Linked DNA regions of Mus musculus: region 2 is linked to region 1. A link is a contact called in public Hi-C data. All regions are on one chromosome and are shown on one strand. The core of a region is the stretch at or near the end of the contact, and the rest is flanking DNA. Distances in the headings are between cores, read along the strand shown.

What was found. A called contact is a pair of places that touch in the nucleus more often than the background predicts.
Region 2: a contact with region 1 is called in a Hi-C map of the N1E-115 cell line, with 2.6 times the contacts expected there. The contact joins two enhancer-like sites. A contact is called at or near these places in 3 of 484 Hi-C or Micro-C datasets (the N1E-115 cell line, myocytes and nephron progenitors).

Annotation. Positions count from the first base shown.
Region 1 is chr2:135,359,832-135,364,212 of GRCm38.p6, reverse strand. It overlaps Plcb1 (phospholipase C, beta 1), which reads right to left. Exons shown (of 32, transcript NM_001145830.1): 25 at 1,776-1,829. Among named protein-coding and RNA genes, the nearest start is that of 4930545L23Rik, 150 kb to the right of the region's middle. Within about 2 kb of position 2,007, at least 2 of the 459 cell types and tissues checked have an H3K27ac peak or open chromatin away from gene starts, as enhancers often do. A contact at or near this core is called in the N1E-115 cell line, where this site is marked.
Region 2 is chr2:135,560,244-135,564,206 of GRCm38.p6, reverse strand. No RefSeq gene overlaps it. Among named protein-coding and RNA genes, the nearest start is that of Gm31993, 21 kb to the right of the region's middle. Within about 2 kb of position 1,501, at least 104 of the 459 cell types and tissues checked have an H3K27ac peak or open chromatin away from gene starts, as enhancers often do. A contact at or near this core is called in the N1E-115 cell line, where this site is marked.

The DNA of each region.
Region 1 (4,381 bases), core at 758-3,257:
GGCCCCAACTTCATCCTTCTTAGGGATGATGGCATTTCTACTAAAGGCTGGTCTGATGGTTAAATAAAATAAAAATCATGGAAAGTGTTTTGTTGTTTTTGGTACCATGCCTTAGATCAGTGGTTCTCAACCTTCCTAATGATGTGGACCTTTAATTTTTCATGTTGTGGTAATCCCCAACCATAAATTGTTTTTTGCTGCTACTTCATAACTATAATTCTGCTACTGTCATGAATCATAATGTAAATATTTCTAGAAATGGAGGTTTGCTGGAGGAGTCATGACCCACGAGTTGACAGCCACTGCTAAAGCGACTTAGCAAATGATCACACAGGTTCAGCGTCATTCAGGGGATGCACTGACAAGGGACACACCGTAGGTTTCTCCCTACATATCAGGGGATATGACAGTCAGGTGTGCCAAGAAAGTGTCCTTTAATCTAACTTTCACAAAGGCTCCAGCAGGGCTAGGGCCACCTGTATGACTGTAGTGTTTTATCCAATGTTGAGGAAAAAAATGGTCAATGTGACAAAGTCTGATCTTAAATCACTACATAGGCACACTCCATCACTTCTATAATAAGCATTTGTAAAATGAGTTCTCACTTCTGAAGTCAAGATCCCACACTAGCTTCTCTATTGCTTTCTCTAGAATTACAAGAATGGGGTTTTGGGGAGCCTTTCAATGTATGGTGTCTCAACTTCAATGAATTATCATTTATTTGGACCCAGCTAAGTCAGAGTTCACATGTTTCCATTTCTTGATTTGAACTTTCTGTTTTAGGAACAACACCACAAAAGATACCATAAATATTTGGAACTGTCAAGAGGTTCAGAAATAATATATATCAGAAACCATAGCAAACCTGGATAGAAACGGGCTGTGCATAAACAGGGAAGCTGGAATGGTAATTTCTGTTGCTAAACACCAAGGCCTTTAAACAGTGCTTCCTTCTCTTACTGTGTGTCTGTCCTGACAACTACTTTTTCTTCTTATTGAAGGAAGAAGTTGTGGAGAGAACTAGATACATTTATTTAACAGTTTCCCTCAGGTTCAAACTGACTTCAGACAGTTGCGTAATAATGGCTGCATTAAGAATTTATAATCCTGAGAAACTTCTGCATTTTCTGGTAGCCGATTCCACCTCATGAGAACCTAGAACATGAGCCACAAACAGTCTAGAAACAGAACTCCCCGTGCTCCAACCCTCTAAGAAAAAGACAGTCTAACCTGTCTTTGAAAAAGCCTCCGGGTAAAAGACTATCCCTTGGGAATATCCCCAAATGTAAAAAGTAATGCTCATCTGCATAAAGACACATATCACTAATGGGTGAACTGTTCAGAGATAGCCACAGATAGGGTGCGGTGCAGACCCTGTGTGTATACACTTGCAGATTTTTAGATAACATTTCAGTATCTTGTTTTCTTCATCAGCATTGTATTGCTTCCCATGGAAGCCCTTTAAAAACGTGCTTTGTTGCCTTGTAAGTTCTTCATAATTTCTAGGAATGATTTATGTATTTTTGGTGAAATATAGCTGTGTGGATAAAGTTTACATATCCCCAATCTGCAGCCCTGCACATTCTTGCAAAGCTGACACGTTTCAGTCATGGTAAACACCAGGGAAAAGGCAGAGGACTGCCAGGAGCCGTGACATCTTCTGGAAACTGTCCCTGACTAGGTGTAATCCAAGGCCGGGTTTCTTCTCCCCTCTGTACACTTACTGTGCAATGTTCATGTGGCAAATTCCATGAGGAAAAATGGTTTATGCTCACCTGTTAACACGCTCTGGATCAGATCTTCTGTTTTGGCAGGTGCCTTCACAGACCCTGCAACCAAAAAGATCAAAGAGATGGCCTTCTTTATCTTCCAAATTTCTATCTCATTTTCCAAGCATGTTTGTGGATGGAGGTGCAGCCCCGGGGTAGAAGAGCACTTGGCCATCTGGGTTTCATCTCCAGGACTGGGGGGGTCCTGCCCCTGTGCCCCCAAATTCTAAGTCTCTTTAGAGAGATGGCTAAAAAGTTGTAGAAAGTTGTTTACAACATAATTACAGTAAAACCTCTTTAGTTTGTAACTTGGATTCAATGCTATGCTGATGAGTAACTACGGGCATTCTCCATAGATAGGGAGACATCCCTCTACTTGAACCAAAACAAGAAATTCAATCTCAGCAATACTACTGCCACCTTCTGGCAAGATCAGGAATGACATGATTAAAGAGTGAATGCTGACCAAAGACCAATCAACTTCATGATCACTGTGCCAAGTGTGAGGTGTAACAGGTATTACACACCCTCAAAATGCTTCTACACAGAGGAGTGGGAAGCAAAACTTTCAGAGGGAAGCCATTTTGACCTAGGGTTGGGACATGGCAACATTACCTGTCCCCACCAAGATGCATTAAGAAGGGCACAGCATCAAAACAGAAGCCCAGATTAATGACAAGAAAACATTGAGGCAGCTCAAAGGAAGCAAGGGACATTTTGAAAAATAATAAAATATCAGGGGTATGAGAAACAAGAGAGAGTTGGGAGCTGTTACAGAAGGAAGGTGATCGTGGAGACATGATGAGCAAGTGCTCTCACTGTGGGACCCTGGGTGCAAATCTAGGACAATCAATAGACCCTGGTGCAAGGCAGGCCAAGCTTACAGAAGACTAACTTGTTTTGAAAGCTTACTGTGTTCTTGCTGACTTTAGCGGGAAAGGAGAGTTTGCATCACAGAGTCTGTAATATTTTTAACTGTTTCCTGTAAGCCAAATTATTTTTTGAGTATCACTTAAAAATCAAGATGTTAAAATGGCAAATTCTCTTTTATTCCCAGAAGCAATAAGCTCAGTTCAGAAGCCCTGAAAGTGTTTGCATGTGGTAGATAATAATCATTTGGAAATGCCGTGTCCTGTTATGGTTCACTCTCTCCTATTATTGATTTCATAGGAGTAGAGGATCAGTGAATGCATGGTTGATACAAATGAAGAAGGATTTGTATTTATAAAACATATTCTCTGAAAAAGCAGCCTTGCCCATCAGTGAGAAGATCTGTATTTCACCAATTCCATGTTCCACTATGACAGAGAAGAAAACGGGCACAGAGTCACACTCTCATGTTTTATGTTATCCCCCTCCTGTTTTATTAACTGACTCAACTAGATGGCTCAAATGCATGCCACTTCTTGGAAGTGAGTGATTACAGAGGATGCATGAAGCTCAACTTGCTCTCAGGATGGCTTCTGTCTGTTAAGAGAAACACAAAAACACACACACACACACACACACACACACACACACACACCATTACTACCACCATCACCACACCACTCACACATACACATATATACACACCACACATTACACATACAAGCACACACACACACATATACACACACATACATACATACAAACACACATATATATCACACACACACCACCACCACAGCACTCACACATACATATATACATACATACAAACATAGACACATACATATCATACACACACATCATCATCACTACCACCACACCCCTCACACATGCACATACATATACACAAATGCCACCCCACATATATATGTGCATACACACACACATATATATATATATATACACACACATACATACACACACACATACATAACAGACATACACACCATCACCATCACAGTACTCATACACACATACACATACATATATACACATACAAACACACAGACACATACATATCATACACAGAGAGACAAACACTACCACATACACACACACACACACACACACACACACACACACACACACACACACACACCATACATACACTCAATTAAGGAGAGTGAGTTGAAATGCTAACATGAGAGGCATTGAAATGATTTGGGTGAAGAACGGAAGCTAAAAGCAAGCACTTTAGTAGTACCATACGCCCTCTGACCTGGCTTCCCTTCTCTGGCATTGTGTCCTTCAGGAAGTGCTTCATCATCTCCCAAATGAAACTATAGAATGCACCCTGCTGAGGACTGGGATGATGAGATGACCTAACTCAAATGCACACTCTAGCAGACAGCCTAGCATAAGAGGACATTTAAGGTTACTGGAAAATCAGGTGGTGGCAGAGCCTTGAAGTGGAAGCAAGAAAGTGCTTCTAAGGCATACTGGTAAGTTGTTTGTAGAACTCTTCACAAACTCAAACTCTATTAGTGGATGGATCATAATTCACCCCCAAATAACAACCAATGACACAGGTGGGTTTTAGGTTCTCAGCAGAGCCAGGTGAGTATCTGTGAGGCTTGGTAACAGTCAACCATGTGTCCATCCTGCCACCTGCCCACCCATATCACTTATAGTCTGCTTATATCCCTCAGCCATAGCTTCTGGGCCCGCAGAAGTGCCCAGAA
Region 2 (3,963 bases), core at 252-2,751, 200 kb before region 1:
TTGCCCAAGGCTTTTCCCCAAAGAATCAAAGCCAGATAAAGTCTCGAGTCTCAGATAAAGCCCTCTCTTGTTTTATCTTAGAGACTCATGAAATTTAGATGCAATTCCATAACATACTTGATGTGTTTATAAAAAGATAAAGTGACAGAGGGGAACATGTTCTATGGATGTGTGGAGCAGGCCCATGCCAAGGCACCCCTTACCCCGAGGGACCAGCCACATGATGGTATAATATAGAATAGAGTTTATTTAGGGCATGGGAGGGAAGTTAAGAGGCAGAGAAAGACAGAAAGAGGGAGAGAGTAGAGAAATAGAGGCTGGCCATAAACACATGAAGAGATGGGGAAGTGTATGGGGAAGGGAGGGGAGAAGGGAAGAGCCCAAGTGGGCAAGAGAGAAGCAATAGAGATGCAAGAAATCTAAGAGAGGGAGGAGGGGGCAAGCAGCCCCCTTTATAGTGGGTCGGCCTACCTGGCAGTAGCCAGGTAACTGTGGGGTGAAGTTTAGACAGAATGCTAATAATACTGACTTTTAGCTTAAACTAAAACTAGTTGCTTTAACCTCTAAAATCTTTGAGACAAACTGGTTTTTCAGGGACATGCAGCATATGTCTATCCTGCCTTCCCATGATGCCCACTCTGACTTGGCTAAGCATCCCCCAAGTCATATGTGTTGAAAGGCTTATGCACCAATCTGTGGTGCTGTTGGAAGGTAGTAGAACCTTTAAAAGATTGGACCTAGTAGGTTACTGGGGTGTTCCCTCGAAAAGACATTGGGACCCCATGTTCTTAGGCCTCTTTGCTCCCTGGCAATGATTAGGTGAACAGCTCATTCCGTAACATTCCCCACTCCGGACTTTGTTTTATCTTGTCAAGCTTTCAAAAGCCACAAGGTCGGTTGACCACAGGATGAAAACTCCAAAACACTGAGCAAAAGTAAATGTTTCCGTACTTAAAGGTAATTGTCTTGGGTATTTTGTTATAGCAATGGGATGCTGGTTCTCACGAGTCCCATCTTCTAACATTCTCCACACATACTACAGCAAACGCCAAGTAAGTGACTTAATCAGTTAATAATTTAATAGGGAAATGACTGGAAATTGCAGACTCCAATTAGTAGGGGAAACACGGGGATTCATGAATTTGATTAGAATAGGAAACCTTTCTTTGAATTTTTAATACTAGATATTGATTACGAAACAGAACAAACTTTTATGTACTGGGCTGTCCAAAACCAGGAGAGATTTAGATTAGTACTATTTTTTTCTTCTCTGAAGTCAGTAACATCCTGTTTGGTTCCCTACAGGCAGAACCCTGAGGTAAGTATTTGAGAATGCTTGTCTTATTGTGTGTGTGTGTGTGTGTGTGTGTGTGTGTGTGTGTGTGTGTGTGTCTTTAGAGAAAGCAGAAGGAGGCTGTGAGCTGGGCAAGACTACGGCTTTGGTAATGTCTGGCTGAGGCTTGAATCGAAGAGCACACTGGAGCATGACTCATCCCACTGAGTTGCATCACTTGAGGTTGAGCCAAGGCTGTGTCTTCACACAGGCCTGTCACTGACTCTGAGCTGCTTGCAGAAGAGTCAGTGAATTTAGGCAAGGCAATTCCCGACCATGGGAGCAGCAGTCTAGCCAGAAATCCCCACAGCAAGCTGGCAAGGAAAACTTGTGAGAGTAGGGATGGGGGTGGGTACTGCTAATACCAGTGTCCACCCCAACTTCCACATGGTATGAAACATTGACATTCTTGTTCCGCAGCATCGCGATTCAGAGGGTCTGGCTTCTTTGCTGTAACGCTTGTGTATACAATTCATATCACTCACTGTATAGTGACTGAGCAATGTTCAACAAAACGTGTGCTTAGCTGATTTTGTCATTGTGTAAGCATCACAGAGTATACTTATACAAACTAACGTGGCTGTACCGACACTGGTCACAGTAACCTCACTGGCTCACAGCAGCACCAGCAGCTGGTCATTGAGACATCATTGTATATGACATGGTAACATAGTAGCATTATATTCCTCCTTACACTGTTGGTAAGGAGGTAGATAGCTCCTAGCTTTGGCTTTAAAAAGTTTCAAAGAAGCTTTGGGATTCTCATCCAAGCCTCCCTAACTTGTCATGGCATTCAGTGGACATTCCTAAAGTGGCTCCCTTCCTTCCCATGTTGGATTTCCATCATGTTCCTGTTCTGGACACACCCGTGAGGCGAGGGTGCTTTTTCCTGAACACCAAGTACTAAGGAAATAACGACGATGCAGCCCCGGTCTTATCGCTCCTGTTGATTAGTTGATTACTTAAGCAGAGGCCAGATGCTGAAGCTGCCCTGGCAGACATCCACAGTGAAGAGGGGGCACACCAAGTGCTCCCAGTGAACCACTGCCATTACCAGGCAGGGAAACATCCTTAAGTGTCAAGTGGCTTTCAGACGTGCAGATTATGACTCTTTTGTAATCACCTTAGATGACTTGGTGCTGGGAAGGTGGCCTGCTTTCAGGCTGCACAAAACCTGGAAATGGCTTTTACCACCATGCAGATTAAGCAGGATGCTTAAGTCAGAATCAACAGGAGGCAGCATGTTGCTTTTTTTTTCTTTTTAAGAAAACCCTTTCTTCTTTTTGACTCAATTTTCCTCTCATCTGTTTTCTGCTCTCACCAGGCTAGGGTTGCAGAATGGTTTTTCACATTGTGTAAGCAGAAGACAAAATCCTCTAAGCACCCTTGTGGTTCTGAAACAAAGCCTGAGAACTCACAGTACAGGACTCTGAATGTAACAATTTTATTTTACCATCTAGATAGGCGCCCACTGTATGTCTGATCACTATGTCTATCACATGTGAAGAATAGAATTTAAAAGAAAAAATTACCGTCCATTCCACATCCTCTGCAGTGTTGACAAGAGATGACAGAGTTCTTGGAAAGTTTTTGATTTGTGTACAGACAAACAGGGATCCCAAGTTCTTGCTCTGAGAGCAAATTATTGGTATGATTGAGTTGTCAAGTTGTTCCTGAATGAAAAAAAAAAAAAGAAAGAAAGAAATCAAAAGGAAGACATGACAGCTCCTAGGTATGGTGGGGCAGGAGGTTTGATGTAGATACAAGAAAGAACATAGCCAGAGGCATCTGGGAGTGTCCAAAGTGAACAGAACCTGACTGAGCTGGTTTATATGAGGAGAGAGGGGGAGGGAGAGCAAGAGAGATAACCAAGGTGGAAAGGCAAGGCTATGAGGTTGGCCAAGAGATAAAGCAGCCTAGCATGCAAAAAGTTCTGGTTCCACCTCCATCATCATATGTACTGGCCAGGATAGCAAACGCTGCCTTAGAAGTAGAGACAGGAAGAAGTTTGAAAGACATTCTTGGCTACATAGTAGATTTTAGTCCAGCCTGAAATTTGCTGTACCTTGTCTAGGAGACAGAGATGGGGGGCAGGGGGGAAGGAGAGACACAGACAAAGAGAGAGACAGAGAGACAGAGACAGAGAGAGACAAATGAATGACAGACAGAGAACACACGGAAGGCGATACACAGTTCATCAGTTCACTTTAACCCAGTGTTTTGGAAAAAAAAATCACCTCACTATGTCCTCCGGCATGAGGAAATACCACTTTCCCAAGTGTCCTCAGGGAAGCCCCTTTGTCCCTTATTTCCTGAAGGAAACAGTGTGTCTGAGAGGGTTTCCTTCTCCTTCTTTCAGAACAGTGATGAGAGTAGCCTCAGGAGCCCTCACACACAGTTGTTGGGGTGTGGCCAGACAAAGACTATGTTTCTCAGTACACTGTTGTCAGGTTTCATTATAAGTGCCTTCTACAGAGGTTGCATCAGCATCTGGGGGGCTTGTTGTGGATTTTAAGGAGAAAGGAAGAGTTAAGTGGAGGAGGCTATAAATAGGTCAGAGGGGTCTATTCTTGCAGCCCACCGGCCTCCTTGGCTACTCCTTAACTCAGAGCTCCTTCCCCTCAGGCAGG